Regions from separate parts of the Mus musculus genome. Here region 1 is linked to region 2. A link is a contact called in public HiChIP or PLAC-seq data. All regions are on one chromosome and are shown on one strand. The core of a region is the stretch at or near the end of the contact, and the rest is flanking DNA. Distances in the headings are between cores, read along the strand shown.

Evidence for each region. HiChIP or PLAC-seq counts read pairs in DNA pulled down with a chosen protein or histone mark.
Region 1: a CTCF HiChIP or PLAC-seq map of large pre-B cells shows a contact between it and region 2, with 4 times the contacts expected there. The contact joins two enhancer-like sites. A contact is called at or near these places in 4 of 39 promoter capture datasets (cranial neural crest, frontonasal cranial neural crest, hematopoietic stem and progenitor cells and 1 more) and 1 of 15 datasets of contacts at CTCF or cohesin (large pre-B cells).

What each region holds. Positions count from the first base shown.
Region 1 is chr3:79,704,129-79,706,828 of GRCm38.p6, reverse strand. It overlaps Rxfp1 (relaxin/insulin-like family peptide receptor 1), which reads left to right. Exons shown (of 18, transcript NM_212452.2): 2 at 1,117-1,254. Among named protein-coding and RNA genes, the nearest start is that of Rxfp1, 32 kb to the left of the region's middle. Within about 2 kb of position 1,283, at least 15 of the 459 cell types and tissues checked have an H3K27ac peak or open chromatin away from gene starts, as enhancers often do.
Region 2 is chr3:79,208,354-79,211,053 of GRCm38.p6, reverse strand. It overlaps a transcript of Rapgef2 not described here. Among named protein-coding and RNA genes, the nearest start is that of 4921511C10Rik, 3.2 kb to the left of the region's middle. Within about 2 kb of position 1,348, at least 8 of the 459 cell types and tissues checked have an H3K27ac peak or open chromatin away from gene starts, as enhancers often do.

The sequences.
Region 1 (2,700 bases), core at 34-2,533, 500 kb before region 2:
CTCCGTTTAGTCAGACCCGGTTCTCAGAAGCCCACCTTACAGATCCCAGCAGTTATGCCACGAGAGCTCAGGTTTCATTTCTTGGTGCGCCTCATTTGGGAATCACTTATTGACTTATTCAGTTGTGTCCTTACAATGGAGAACAGCCCTTGCCAGGACGGCAGCTGGGAGTTAGCCAATGCCCGGCACAGTCTTGCCAGGGCCTCACACTTAGGAACATCCGATACACAAATGAGCAGGTGGCGCTTGCTTCTCCATGCCCTCAAACCAGAGCAGCCTTGATTCTGAGGCCATGGGAAAGACACAGTAAATGCTTGATTTAAAAAAACAAAATGTCTTAGGGTTTTACTGCTGTGAACAGACATCCTGATCAAAGCAACTCTTATAAGGACAGCATTTAATTGGGGCTGGCTGACAGGTTCAGAGGTTCAATCCATTATCATCAAGGCAGGAACATGGCAGCATTCAGGCAGGCATAGTACAGGAGGAGCTGAGAGTTCTACATCTTCATCTGAAGGCTGCTAGCAGAATACTGGCTTCCAGACAGCAAGGATAAAGGTCTTAAAGCCCAAACCCACAGTGACACACCTACTCCAACAGGGCCACACCTTCTAATAGTGTTACTTACTCTCTGGGCTGAGCATATACAAACCATCACACAAAACAAAAACAAACAAACAAACAAACAAACAAAACAACTGAAAGGTTTCTATAGAAGAGAGGAATAGAACTGGAGTTAAATGAACATGCGTTCATTAAAGGGGAAGCTAAGAAAACCTTCCCAGAGTTGGGAGCTGGGAACAAAGTTTAGTGATAGACTACTTGTCCAGCATGAAGTAGGTCATAGGTTCAATCCTCACCACTTTGTCACTCGAAGGAGGGTGAGGACAGTGGACTAAGAAATAGGAGTTGGTAAGAGAACCCTAGGAAAAGAAGCTGGTAAGAGCTCCCTCGTGAGGCAGAGGCACTGGAAAGCAGCTATGGGCCCTGGTGATAGCGATGCCATGTTTCTACACTAACCAGATCAGGGACAAACGTGTGGGAGCATTGATGGGGCCTACTTTGGGTGCTACATTACCCTTTCCAACTGTCGTATTTCTCTCCCTCTGCCCCCAGTCACTCTCGGAAGTGCACAGGATGTCAGTTGTCCCCTCGGCTCCTTCCCCTGTGGGAACATGAGCAGGTGCCTGCCTCAGCTGCTTCACTGCAATGGTGTGGACGACTGCGGGAACCGAGCTGATGAGGACCACTGCGGTGAGTGAGGGGGCTGAGCCCCAGGCAGCAGGGCCTGGCTGCTCTAACCAGACCAAGACTGGAATTCAGCGCTCGCTCGCTCGTGTTGGCACACAGCTGATTTGCCTCAGGATCTACTCGTTTTGGTTTTGTCTGTTTGTTGTTTTGAAGTAAGGTCTACCGTAAAGCCCAGGCTGGTCTGAGCTCACTGAGAAACTCAAACCTCTAAGATGTCCAAGTATGTGGTGGTGTTGTCTCTCCAGGCTAGAGCAGCCTGGAAGGCTCAGGAAGAGCAGCAGAATTTCATCACCATCTGTAGAGTCAGGTGATAAAAACTCAGAACTTGAGTTATTTCTGACTCCCGTTGTTCTCATTTCCTTGGCCAGCTGTGGGTTGTTTGGGTTTTTTTTTTTCTTTTTCTTCTTTTTTGAGTATCTTTATGCTCCCAGGGCTGCTCATTATTAAGACATCCATATGTAAATTCTTGCTAATGCTAATTAAATTAAACCAGAAATTTGGCCTTTTCAGAATATACAAACTTCATGCATATTTGAAGAAGCCATATTAAATATATTTCCAACTGTATAAAATAAAATATATTAGACTATCTAAATGAGATGACTATGCAGTAACTTTTAAAATGATCATTGGCAGTTAAAAGTATATCGTCAAATAAAACATCTTTTTTTTTAGTGGGAGAGAAAGTTTTTCCTTAAGAAAAATTCAAGGTAAAGCTTAACTCAAAACTCCAGCATGCAGGAAGCAGAGGCAGACAGGTCTTTGTGAGCTGGGATCCAGTACGGTCTGTAATTTTAATGGCTGACTAAAACTGTCCCGTTAACAAGATCCAGAATCATCTGGGAGGCAAACCTCTGGGAACAGCTGTGAGGGGGTTTCTAGATGGGGTTAATTGGGGTGAGATCACGTATCCTAAACGTGTAAAGCCCCTTCCTGTGTCTAAATTCGAGACCAGCCTGGACTACAGAGTGAGACAGCCAGGGCTATACAGAGAAACCCTGTCTCAGAAAAAAAAAGGGGTGGGGGAGTGAGATGTATATACAGGACGATCTCTCCCCTAAACATAATTACAATACGACCAGCTGCTCAGACTCCTGCTACACCAAGTTTGGATTGTACCCTCAAATTGTGAGCCAAAAGAAACCCGTCCTTCTTTAATCACTTGTGTTAGACATTTTGTCATAGCAATGAACGTTAAAGGTAACTAATACAGGCTCTAGAGAGATTGGCTTAGTAATTAAGCACACTTGCTGCTCTCCCAGAGGACCAGAGTTTGAGCCTAGCACCTACACCAGAGTCTAAAAACTGCCTGTATTTCCAGCTACAGGAAATCTGCTTTTCTTTCTTGGCCTACATGCACACACATAATTTTTTAAAGTAACTAATACAGAAAATAGGTGCCAGGGAGTGGCATCTTTGCTGTGATTAACATGGCCATGGTTTACAGGT
Region 2 (2,700 bases), core at 99-2,598:
TTGGAGAACATGCTGTGACTGCATGCCATCTACAAAGTATGAAATAGCTCCCCCATAAAGTGCACGTGGGAGCCTGGCTCCCATTAGATGGTTCATCTTCTAGTGTGCGGGTGGAACTGTGTGTTGGGGAAACAGGTGGGGCAGATTTTAATTTGCTTTGTTGAACTCTACTGCCATCGATACCCGTTTTTGAAGGTAAATAATTTAAATGAGCATATGAAGTAGTAAACTTGAAATATCACCCCGTGGCTCATTCGAGTTGTTTCAATGGCAAATGCGTGACTTCAGTCTCCTTCTCTCTTACAGGTTAATGTGCGAAACTGTGAGATATGAGAGACACGAAGCTAATGAAGTTCTATACTAGTAGGTATTCCTTTCTGATGATATGTTGTATGGTGCAGTGGCCAAATCCTTCAAGTGTCACAGAGGATTAGCAGCAGCTGGCTCAGTTAACCTGGCCTTTCTGGGGGGATTAGAGAAGCTAACTCACTTTCCATAGTGAGAAATTTGAGACATCCTAACTGTTTGCAGTAGTAAAATGGCTAGTTCACGTTTGTGTTTACACCTCTCCAGTGTGGTAGAGATGCGGTTTTGTATTGTGGATATTTTCCCTTCTTGTCCTCGTGAAACAGGAAGTGAGTGGTAGCCATCCTGCTATAACAAACAAATCTCGCCACAGCAGGTGGTTCAGTCTAGGAACAGGCAGATGAACTTCTACATCTTTTATTTTTAAAATTGTACTACTGTTTTTAAAAGATGTGGGTTGTATTTTTTAAAGACTAACACCTGGCTTTTAAAAGAGGGTGGCGAGTCCAGAAGAGCACACATTGGCATTCGAAGTCTAAAGGCACTCTACTGTTCTCACTAGCGGGTGATATTTACTGTGATGGCCTGTGCTGACTCCGTCCTGCTTCTTACAGCACCTACTCAATAGTTACTCCTTCTCAGGCAGGTTATAGGGAGCGCTTACAGAAAGAGAGGAAAGACAGCTACCCTCTGAAGGAGTTTGTGACCTATAGCTGAGGCAGAAAATGGAACAACAGGAAACATGTCAAAATTGGGATAGAAAGATGGGAGGGAGGAGAGAGCCCTCAGATGTTGGAGCCCTTTGAGGTTAGGTCTCAGAATTGTGTTCCATAGACTACAGAGACCTTGGGGTGGGGGTAGGGGGGGGCGCATTATTAATGGTATGTCAGAGATGCAGGTGGGACCAGCAGATTGTCAGGGATGTGATTGGAAGGCGTCACTCAATGCTTTGAAGCTGCGACAGTTGTGAGGTGCTCTGTGAAAATGAAGGGGTGCACTTGACTTCGTGTAAGTCTGTCACTGGAAACAGAAGCTGATGTCTCTGAGGAAGTAAGACTCCCTAGCTGCTGAGCCATGTCTCCAGCCCGTTAGGTCTCCTTTAATGTGTAGCTTGGTGGCTGGTTTTCAAGCAACAAAGCGTTATGACCAAATGCCGCCAACCCTTCACACTCCCCCAAAGGCCATGCCCACGGATGCATGGGAACAGAAAGGTTATGTCAAGGCGAGTGGATGCAAAAACAAGTAGCTGAGAGCCTAACTGCAGAAAGATGAAGGAGGGAGGGCCTAGACACATAGGCAGGGCTAGGCTCTGGAGAAGTTGGTGGGTTGGAATTGGCATAATTTCTTAGGCTGTAGCATATGACACTATTGGCTGTTCATGCAGGTGTTGTAAATGTTTCAATGGCAAAGTATGTGTAGTAGCTGACCAAGGAGTAATTGATACCAAGAACTGACCACAGGGAGAAAAGTGCTTTTAATGTACTTCTGAAGAAACTGAGCTGTAGGTGGTGTAGTGCTTGCTTCCTTGTGGAGCCTGTGGAGTAGGCTTGCAGCCGCCCAGCCGGGAACCTCAGTGAACGTTATGGATACTGAGGCAGTTCCATAAGGGGAGACACTTGTTTTTGGTCATTTTGTCCTTCTCCTCTGACATGTGATTTCCCAGGGAGCTGGTGGCATGCGTATAGCAGGTACCTCCTGCATGCTCTAGTAAGTGCTTGATATGCATTGATTTGTTTAATGAATTAATTTGTTTGTCTCTCGAGCAGCAGTTCTCATTACCCCACATACAGGAAATGGAGCTTTGAGGAGATTGCCCATCAGTCTAGCTCCCAGAACCTAGTGTGGCATCTGGACTTGAAGCCAGATCTTGGGGTTTTTGCAGCTACCCCTCTTGCCTAAGTCACCAACATTTCCCCTTTTATACCATGGCATCCCTAAAATAATAATGGTCTTGCATATGGCCATGAACTCTCAATCACCACCTGCCACCGTCCTGTGATCGTAGCAACCAGAGCCCACCAGTGCTCCTGTCTACACAACCCTAGTTCACCGACAGTGATTATTGGTTATCATTTTTCTTAGAGGTGTGTCAGTGTCTTTACACATCCTTGGTGTTTGTTTTTATACCTGCTGGCAATGCCTGTTCATATCCTAGTAGTATTAAGTGGAATGCATTTGACCGGGCTGTCTTAGTCGCTGACATTTGTGCCATTTAGAATTAGGTGCAGGGCTGGAGAGATGGCTCAGCGGCTAAGAGCACTGAATGTTCTTCCAGAGGTCCTGAGTTCAATTCCCAGCATCCACATGGTGACTCACAACCATCTGTAATGGGATCAGATGCCCTCTTCTGTTCTGTCTGAAGAGAGCGACAGTGTACTCATATATATATATATA